2 separate regions of the Mus musculus genome follow, and region 1 is linked to region 2. The links are chromatin contacts, called in public HiChIP or PLAC-seq maps. All regions are on one chromosome and are shown on one strand. The core of a region is the stretch at or near the end of the contact, and the rest is flanking DNA. Distances in the headings are between cores, read along the strand shown. Region 1 has its middle 12 kb from the start of Gm52179. Region 2 overlaps Sgsm3 (small G protein signaling modulator 3).

Evidence for each region. HiChIP or PLAC-seq counts read pairs in DNA pulled down with a chosen protein or histone mark.
Region 1: a FOXA1 HiChIP or PLAC-seq map of pancreatic cancer cells shows a contact between it and region 2. The contact joins two enhancer-like sites. A contact is called at or near these places in 1 of 15 datasets of contacts at CTCF or cohesin (pro-B cells), 2 of 484 Hi-C or Micro-C datasets (bone marrow-derived macrophages and nephron progenitors), 3 of 115 datasets of contacts at active chromatin or transcription factors (double positive thymocytes, embryonic stem cells and pancreatic cancer cells) and 2 of 9 other capture datasets (adipose tissue and pancreatic islet).

Annotation. Positions count from the first base shown.
Region 1 is chr15:81,269,544-81,274,837 of GRCm38.p6, forward strand. No RefSeq gene overlaps it. Among named protein-coding and RNA genes, the nearest start is that of Gm52179, 12 kb to the left of the region's middle. Within about 2 kb of position 3,203, at least 110 of the 459 cell types and tissues checked have an H3K27ac peak or open chromatin away from gene starts, as enhancers often do. A contact at or near this core is called in pancreatic cancer cells, where this site is marked.
Region 2 is chr15:80,998,820-81,003,639 of GRCm38.p6, forward strand. It overlaps Sgsm3 (small G protein signaling modulator 3), which reads left to right. Exons shown (of 22, transcript NM_134091.2): 2 at 3,750-3,845; 3 at 4,541-4,626. The coding sequence starts at 3,839. Among named protein-coding and RNA genes, the nearest start is that of Sgsm3, 23 kb to the left of the region's middle. Within about 2 kb of position 1,887, at least 57 of the 459 cell types and tissues checked have an H3K27ac peak or open chromatin away from gene starts, as enhancers often do. A contact at or near this core is called in pancreatic cancer cells, where this site is marked.

The DNA.
Region 1 (5,294 bases), core at 1,953-4,452, 270 kb after region 2:
AGATTTGATACCCAGCGCCCACACAGTGGTTCCCAAACACCTGTAACTGTAGTTCCAGGGGATCCACCGCCCGCTACTGGCTTCTCTGGGTAGGCACTGCACACATGTGGTACATACCTACACACAGGCATGGCATCCATACACATAAAAACAAATTTTTAAATAGTTTTATAAAAAATAATTGGGCTCCATCAAAATTAGAAATATCAGCTGGGCAGTGGTGGCTCACGCCTTTAATCCCAGCACTTGGGAGGCAGAGGCAGGAGGATTTCTGAGTTCAAGGCCAGCCTGGTCTACAGAGTGAGCTCCAGGACAGCCAGGGCTGCACAGAGAAACCCTGTCTCAAAAAACAAAACAAAAATTAGAAATATCTGTGTGCCAAAGAGAGAAATCAGACAGAACAAGCAACCCAGAGAAAGGGAAGATGTGTTTGCAAATTGTCTACCTGGTGAGGGGTTAAGGTCAGACTACAGAAGGAACTCCTGAAAGCCAAGGAGAAATGAGTGAGGGAGTTGCCCCCAACGAAAACATGCAAACGGACAACAGACGTATGGAGAGACATTGCACGTCGGCAGTCCAGAGCATCATAATGAGATTCCACTTTACATCCACCAAAATTGCCATTACAAAAAGGACTCTGTGAAGCCGGGACTCTTGGGCGTTGCTGGCAGGAATGCAAAGATGGTCCAGCTGCCTGTGGGAAACTGCGCGGTGGCTCCTCAACAGTTATAAACAGAGTCACCACGGGATCCAGCAGTTTCATTTCTGATAACAGGGATTTGAATCTTCTCATACCCCCTGTGCATAGAAGCATTATTCATAAGAATCAAACAATGAATGCAATCTGCATGTCCGCCAACAGAGGTAGGTGGGGCCAGGGAGAAGGCTCAATGGTAAGGGTGCTGGCCACCAAGCCGGGTGACCTGTGGTCAATTCCCAGGCCCCGTGTAGTGAAAAGTGAGAACTCATTTCCGTAACTTGTCCTCCGAACTCCACGGATATGCCATACATACTGTGTGTGTACCCTCCAATCAATAAAAAGATACATAAATAAATGAAATATAAAGAAATAACACAGGGTAGGTTATAGTTTGGGTCTTGAATACCTGAGGGGTTCCATGCACTGAAGGATTGGTTCCCAGAGTGGTGGTATCAGGAGGTTGGGAAGTCCCTGGCAGCTACTCAGATCATTCGGGGTATTCTTGAAGGGAACTGTGGAACCTCAGTCTCTTTCTCTTTCTTCCCTGGCTTATTCAGTGAGTGAGCTGTCCTGATACTTGCCCTGTAGACTAGGCTGTCCTTGAACTCAGCGAGATCCTCCTGCCTCTGCTTCCTATGTTTTTTTTAAAAGAAATTCTTGTACATGAGCTGCCTCCCACTAAGATGGGGATCAAGAGGTCAGCCTTGGAGATGAGTGAGATAAAAGCTTTTATACTCTAGGAGTAGGGGTTTCCAAATGGGGGAATCTGGCAGACAAACAGGTAGGGTTATAGGAACAGAACATAACCACCCCCTGTAACAAAGACACGCTTGCAAAGTGGTCATAGCAATAGTGGTCATAATAACTTTCTAAAATAAAGACATGGTCATTGTTTCCTGAAACAGGCAGTACAGAGCCATTTGTAGTGAAGGTTATAGGTGGCCTATAGCATAGGCCAATAAGTGAGAAGCAGATTTAATCATAAACAGGAACGAACCTACTTTGTCTTTACTATAAGATGGCTTTCAAGCCTAAGATTGAGGCAGGCTTATAAATAAATAACCAGTGAATTTCATTATCGCAGGCATTTTGGAATGTTGGTGGAATATTAATATGGTGTGCTAGTATATTTAGTTCTATACAGCTTTAAGAAAGGGTGGAATTTTGGCATAAGCTCCAAGAAGGATGAATCTTCAGGATGTGTGCGTGAGTAATACAAACCAGTCTCAGAGAGCAAGGTGGCACCTACCTAAAATTCCAGCACTGGTGAAGTGGACAGAGTCACCCTCATAATTCTTTATGTAGCTGTTCCAAGCCAGCTTGGGGTATGAGGGGCCCGGTCTCAAAGAAAACCAACAAGGGTGTCTTAGTCAAGGTTTTACTGCTGTGAACAGATATCATGACCAAGGCAACTCTTCCAAGGAAATTTCTTTGGGGCTGGTTCGGAGGTCTAGTCCATTATCATCATGGCAGGAAGCATGACAATGTCGAGGCAGACATGGTGCTGGAGAAGGAGCTGAGAGTTCCACCTCTTGTTCCCAAGGCAAACAGGAGAAGACTGTCTTCTAAGCAGCTAGGAGGAGGGTCTCAAAGCCCACCTACACAGCGACATACTTCATCCAACAAGGCCACACCTCCTAAAAGTGCCACTCCTTGTAGGTCAAGCCTATTCAAACTATCACATAGGGCTAGCAAGATGTTCATCAGGAGATGGCATTTGCCACCAAGCCTGACAACCCAAGTTGGATCTTCAGAACCAACATGGCAGAAGATGACAGACTCCCCCAAGCTGTTTCTAGCCTCCAAGTGGAGGATCCCACCCCACAGATACATTCACACATACAACACTCAGCACAAACATGTATCACACACATCACACTTCCTACACACATCACACATGCTACACACACATCACAAAGACACAAATAATGCAATCATACTCCATACCTCATACATATACACCCCACCACATGTACCTTTTCCACACAATCACATGTCACATATACCAAAAACATAGCAGCCCCCCATACATGTTCCCCAGATCCCAGAAGACATAGACTGCACACCTCTCCATATGTAGCACACGCACACTGAAGGCTCATTCAGACCCATCCTGACTTGCAGGAGGTCTCCTGAGTGCTTGGAACACGAACGAAAAATGTGTCACTTTTCTACGTAAACACCTCTTTCTCCCGCTGCCCTAGCTCAATAACTCATGTGCAATGAGTCAATCATAAACGTGTGTGCCTCCCAGGACTCCAGGGAAGCCTGAGTCTATCCTCCCTCCCAGCAAATTTGCTGCTTCCTGCCCTGTTCTGCAATTCTTCTACAGGGAGCTTCATTTTACAGCTTAATACCCCAAGAGAGGCACAAGACAAAATCCACAGAGGGAGAGTGACACCAGGCTTCAGTCATCGTGAGGAGGGAGGGAGCCTAGGGAGCCAGCCTCGGCTGCTCTCCAGCAGTGACGGAGGAGAATGCAGGGCTGGATGAGGTGTGACCAGAAAGGCAGCCAGCCAGTAGCACCGGGAGCTGCGGTGGAGACTGTGCCAGCCTCTCAGGAGTTGTATCTGGCCAGTCATCTTTTCTTCTCACTGCCAGCAGGCTGAGAGCAACGCCTGGCTAGCTCTCCAGGTCTTGGAGGCAGCAGATAAAAAGAAACAATGAGATGCCATGAACAGTCAGGAACAAAGGGTCCCAGCCGCATCCTTGTGAGTGCTGCAGAGTGACTGAGAACAGCAGAGCAGCCCCCAAAGTCCCCTCTCCAGGGTGATGTCCTGTGCTCCCCAATCCTCTCACTGTACCCCCATTGTTTTAGTTTGGATTCCAGCTGTTCCCCCAAAGACCTATGTGTCAAAGGCCTGTCTCCTCAGAGTGGGTACCTTTAAGAGGTGGGAGAGGTGGGTCCGGATGGGTGGGGTGTGGGGTCGGGAGTATGGAGTGTGGGGATACATCCTAGATCATTTGGGTGGCTCTTGAAGGTCATAGTGTGACTGCACCCTCCCACCTTGTTCCAGCCGTGAAAAAAAAAAAAAAAAAAAAAAAAACAAGTTTTATGCTGCCACCATGATGTGCTGCCATGCCACAGTTACAAAGCAACAGAGCCAGCCAGGCTGGACCCTCCAAAGCCTGGAGCCACAGCAGCCCTGCTCTAGATGCTGAAAATCTCAGCTATTTCTTACAGTATCATGAAGCTGACTGTATTAGTTGTTTGTTTCTTTGCTGAGTGAGACCAAAGCTGCTTAAGGCTTTTTCTTTCCTCCTCCTCCTCCCCCCACTCCTCCTCCTTGCCTCACAGTTTAAGGGGAATAGTTCATTATAGCAGAGAAGACATGGTGACAGGAACTTGAGGCTGCTGTTACATGTCACCCACAGTCAGGAGCAGAGAGAGACAATTGCTGGTAATCAGCTCACACTCCCCTTTCTGTAGAGTCCAGGATCCCGATCCTGGTGCCACCCACAATTAAGATGGGTTTTCCCACCTCAGTTAACCTGTCCTAGGGCGTCTCTACCTGCACAGCCAGAGGTGTGTTTCCCAGGTCCTCGTGATTTAAGAAAACCTGTACCTATTAATTGAATAATTCTCTGTAAAATGTATTTTAAAAATCAGATATCGCATGCCTGCAATCCCAGCACTTGGGAAGGAGAGGTAGGCAGATCTCTGTGAGTTCTAATCTAGCCTGGCCTACAGAGTAAGTTCCGGGTCAGCTGGTGCTACAGAGATGAGATCCTGTCTCAAAAATGTATTTTAGGCTGGGCGTGGTGGTGCATGCCTTTGATCTCAGCACTCGGGAGGCAGAGGCAGGCAGATTTCTGAGTTCAAAGCCAGCCTGGTCTACAAAGTGAGTTCCAGGACAGCCAGGGCTATACAGAGAAACCCTGTCTCGAAAAAACAAAAAACAAAAAAACAACAACAACAAAAATGTATTTTAACCTGTAAATTCCATCAAAATAATGAGATCTGAAGAAGTCAAAAGCTAAAGCCTCTTTTCTGAGCACTGCTGATGGAAAATTCTGGAATTCTGCAGATACCAGTTCCATTCCTTCTACACCCTTTACTGCTTCTGCTGTGGTGGGTTATGGGCTGAGTCTGTGCATGTAGAGGCTCAAGGCCAATGCTGGGGTCACCATTAGTCACTCCTCCACTTTATTCATTGAGGGAAATTCACCAAGATGGCTAACTTGCTCTGGGGAAATCTCCTGCCTCCACCCAAGGCTGGAAGTTCAGGTGGGCTGCCGTGCTTACCCAGAATTCACATGAGCTTCTGAGGATCCAAATTACAACCTCCATACTTGTGTGGTGAGCGCTTTAACCGCTGAGCCATCTCTCCAGCCCATAGCTTATATTTCAAAGAGAACAGTGATGTGGAAGGGAGGGAGGAGGGAAGAAGGAAGAGGGAGAATTGTCACAGACTAAAAGAACTGTGTCCCACACAACATCGAATCCGAGAGCCCGGATATGAGCTAGTTAATTCCTTCTCTCTACACTTACCTGTCCCCTCCCACTCCACTTCATAAATAGATTTGAGGGACAACTAAGTTCCCCGGAAACTGTTTGGTGACTGTGTTTTTTTGTTTTTGTTTGTTTGTTTGT
Region 2 (4,820 bases), core at 637-3,136:
TCTGTGTTTTGTTTTTCAGAGTCAGGGTTTCTCTGTATAGCTCTGGCTGTCTCTGGAACTCACTTTGTAGACCAAGCTGGCCTTGAACTCAAAGAGATCTGCCTGCCTCTGCTTCCTGAGCGCTGGGATTAAAGATGTACTCCACCATGCCTGTCCCTAAAATTTTTGTTATTTGTTTGTTTTTGAGACAGGGTTTCTCTGTGTAGCCCTGGCTGTCCTGGAACTCACTCTGGATGGCCTCGAACTCAGAAATTCGCCTGCCTCTGCCTCCAAAGTGCTGGGATTAAAGGCGTGTGCCACCATACCTGGCAAAACTTTTTTTTTTTTTAATAAAAATAAACTGTAATGAAAGGTTTTGTAAAGTAAAAAAATAAAAGCTTGGTGTTGCCAGTATGATGTATAATGGATTTAACCTTTCAGAGATGATTAGGTGTGCATGCCTTTAATTCCAGAACTTGGGAGGCAGAGGCAGGAGGATTTCTGTAAGTTCAAGGCTAGCCTGGTCTACAAAGTGAATTCCAGGACATAATATACAGAGAAACCCTGTCTCAAAGCAAAACTTTTGTGTATGAGTGTTTTTGCATGCGTGTATGTATGCCTGGTGCCCGAGGAGGTCAGCTGAAGACATTGGATCTCCTGGAACTGCAGTTGCAGATGGCTGTGAGCCACCATGTAGGTTTTAGAAGCATCTCTAGTGTCTATACTAGTTTCCTCCTTCCTTTTAGCCTTTCTCAGACTTTCCCAGCCCTGAGCCACTCTCACCAGTTTATCTGTTATCTGTAGCTTTCAGAGTCACCTCATCTCTTTACAGAAAAAAAAAGTGGTCTTTAGGCTCTTAGGTGCCACCAAAAATCAATGTTTTTGCCTATATTGGTTCAGCCTTTATGCTTCCTGGAAGATGTCTGGAGAAAGCCACTTGTGTGGCAGTAACTCTGCTGCCTTGTCAGGGATATATGTCCCTTCAGTCCATGTCAGGAGACCACAGGAAGTGAACGGTACCTCTGCACCTGCATACAGTGGCAACATTTGTGGGAAAATGTGGGATTGGTAAACTAGGAAGGGACACACAGCATCAGAACTGGCTCTCTTAAGCTTGTACATTTAATTGTTACAATTTCTTCTGAGCAACTCAGAAGTGGCTGCATCAATTAAGGTTTTCTAAGGTTTCTTTTAAAAAGACTACAAGAGGGCAGCCATAGACCAGGTATTTGTGGAGACTAACTGTTTAGGCTAGGTCTGTCAGTTCTGGGTGCTTTCAGGGAAATTTCCATAGCAACCAGAAGCTGAAAAACCTGCCTGCCCAGCTCAGCAGTGTCACATCTGGGAGACTTAAGGTCAACCCTAAGTATATGTGTCCTTAAGTGCAACATGAATGAAATAGCAATCGAGGCTCTCAGCCTGTAAAAATGTGTACACCATCTGATCGATTCTCAGTGCTTGCACCCACAACATCTCCTACCCTGGGCATGGCCTTTCAGTCTCCATTGATTTCTGGGCACCTGGAGATATTGTTCAGTCCTACCAGATTTTGCTTGATGGCTGTTCAGAATCTGTGGATTTCTTTGCTGTCTGAGAACAGAGGTCAAAAGCCTGTCTTCAGGGTGAGCAGGGTGAGGTGCCCTTGGCATCTGCTGTTGCTTCCTCCCACTCTTCCCCCCACTGCATCCTAGGCTCTGAGCTCACTGGCCCCTCCCTGCATCTGGATCCTCCCTCAGTGAAGTCAGGCCTTGATCTCTAGCCTGGCTTTGGCCCTTGCTCAGACCTCAGCTCTCAAAGGCTCTTTTGATACAGAATTAGTCCCATCTTACTTTGTCTCTTATCTAATTTTCTACTACACTGCAACAGCCTGACCTTATCCACGGTTGTGCTGCCTGGCTCTGTGCTCAGTCATTGTTTGCTGAGTGACAGTGAGTAGGAGGCTGGTGAGAGGGGAACTGCTGTTGAGAACTCTCTTCCAGCCCCTTCTGCCCTCCAGCAGATGTCGGTTCCTCCTCTTTAAACAACCTCTTTTCCTCCATGTTTTTGCTCCATATTTTATCTCCTCCTTTCCCTCTTCCTTTTTCTTTTTCTGACAGGGTCTTATTATGTAGCCATGGCTGGCCTGGAACTCATAAAGATCCACCTGCCTCTGTTGGGATTAAAGGCATGTACTACCCTGCCTAGTTGATTTCTCCTTTTTTTTTTTTGTTTTGTTTTTTTTTTTTTTTTTTTTTTTTTTTTTTTTATTTATTTATTATATGTAAGTACACTGTAGCTGTCTTCAGACGCACCAGAAGAGGGCATCAGATCTCATTACGGGTGGTTGTGAGCCACCATGTGGTTGCTGGGATTTGAACTTCGGACCTTCGGAAGAGCAGTCGGGTGCTCTTACCTACTGAGCCATCTCACCAGCCCCTTTTTGTTTTTTTTTGTTTTTTTTTGAGACAGGATTTCTCTGTGTAGCCCTGGCTGGAACTCACTCTGTAGACCAGGCTGGCCTCAAACTCAGAAATCCACCTGCCCCTGCCTTCTGAGTGCTGGGATTAAAGGCATGTGCCACCACTCCCAGCTGATTTCTCCATATTCTTGCTAACATTTTTTTAAAGAAAAAAATCAAAATTATGTATATGTGTCTTTGTATGTCTGTGTACATGTAAATGCCTTTGGGTCCAGAAGAAGTGATTGGATCGCCTGGAGCTGCAGTTACTGGCAGTTGTGAACTGCCTGATAGGAGTGCATTTAATTCAGGTCCTCTGAAAGAGGCTCGTAGCTGCTGAGCCATCGCTCCAGCCCCTCCTTTTTAAAAAATGTTTTCTGAGACAAGGTCTCATGTGGCCTAGGATTTGTCTTCATCCTCGTGCTGGGATTACAGGTGTACACTGCCACATTTAGTCACATGCAGTGTTGGGGACGCAGACTGAAGAGTTTGATGTGTGCGAGCGAGGAGAGCACTCTGGTGTTTGTTTGTGTGAGCCCTCATGGCTGTGGAGTAGCATGCCTTCACAGTTTAGATCTCCTTTGTGGTTGATGATAACCCAGTCACTTTCACCCGCTATTGGCCATTTCCCTCTCTTATTTGAGAAATGTATGTTCAAACATCTTTTAAATTTATTTTGTGTGTATGTCTGTCTCTGCATCACATATGTGCAGTGCCCTCAGAGGCTGGAAGAGGGCATTAGCTCCAGAGCTAGAGGTACAACCTGCCGAGAGCTGCGGGGTTGGTGCTGGAAACTGAACCCAAGCTCTGGAAGAACAGCCAGTTCTCTTAACCACTGAGCCATCTCTCTAGCCCTGCTTAACTATTTTTAAATTGGGCTTTTTGTGTCTTTACTGTTCAGTCTTTTTACTGTTGAGTCTTTAAAAACAAACAAACAGGACAGAAAAGAAGTGACAAGACACTGACAATGATGAGAGAAATTTGTATTTGTTTGTAGAATGGGAATATGGTATATAAAGGCTGTTCAGCCAGCACCACCACTACCATACCACCAACAATACAAAACAGAACAATGAAAACCCAATCCGGGGGCTGGTGAGATGGCTCAGTGGGTAAGAGCACCCGACTGCTCTTCCGAAGGTCCAGAGTTCAAATCCCAGCAACCACATGGTGGCTCACAACCATCAGTAAGGAGATCTGACTCCCTCTTCTGGAGTGTCTGAAGACAGCTACAATGTACTTACATATGATAAATAAATCTTTAAAAAAAAAAAATATCTTCGAGGAGGGGAGTGGTATGAGATGAGTGACCTCTCCTTTGCTTTCCTAACAGGGCTGATGAAGCCTCAGGACAGTCAGAGAAGCCAATGATGACCGCTTGTGCCTAGACCTATGAAGTCCTGCCGTCGTCCACAGCACATGATGTCAGGTGGGAGCAAGGCCTGCATACTCACCAGGAGCCCGTAGTGGAGCTGACTTGTGATTTCATAACCAGCCTTCCACTGAGGCAGAGCCTCAGCACCTCACAAGTCTTAGGGCAGCCCGGGCTGTGAGGCCTTTTCTCAGAAAACAACCCAAACCACCGGAGAGACTCTGCTAGATGAAAGAAGTGGGAAAGAGGGAGGAGAGGCTTGGGCTTTGGGGCTTTGGGGTTGGTGACCGATGCTGTCTTCTCTGTTAAGTCTCTAGCTTCCTGCTCCTCTGGCCTGTTAATCCTCCCACTGTGGCGGAGGAGGAGGCAAAGAATCTGTGTTTATGTGTTGGACGTGCTGTTGGTTTTCCACAGTGTTCATTTTTCCGCTGTTCACCAGCCTCCTTGGCCCACTCTGTACACCCAGTCTTTTTCATGCTGATTCCCTTGGATAAGGGAGGCATATCTCACTTCAATGGGGCCTCCACATTTTCATTCATTCATTCATTCATTCATTCATTCATTTATTCATTCACTTTCTGAAATAGGATCTTACTATGTATTCCTGGCTGGCTTGGAATGAGAACTTACTACCTAGACCGGGCTGGCCTCAAACTCAAATTCGTGTGCCTCTGCTGGGATTAAAGGTGTCTGCTGCTATCATGCCTGGTGTTTCTGCTTTTCTTGATCATTCTTATCTTTGGTCTTTGTAGGAAACCACACGCCTTCTGCCAGTGGCCCTTTCTCTGCCCTGACTCCAAGCATATGGCCCCAGGAGATCCTGGCAAAATACTCACAGGTACAACAGTTAGCATAGCCAGGACCAGCCTGCCATGCCACTATGCCTTTCATGAAGAGATTTACCTTTGCAGGTATTCTGGGAATGGATGACCCACTCAGTGTTCTCACAGGTCATGACTCAGTACTTGAGATAACATCGTAGTTTCTTGGGCTTGTGGGAATCAGTCATTAGCTAGGAGGAAGATTAACTGG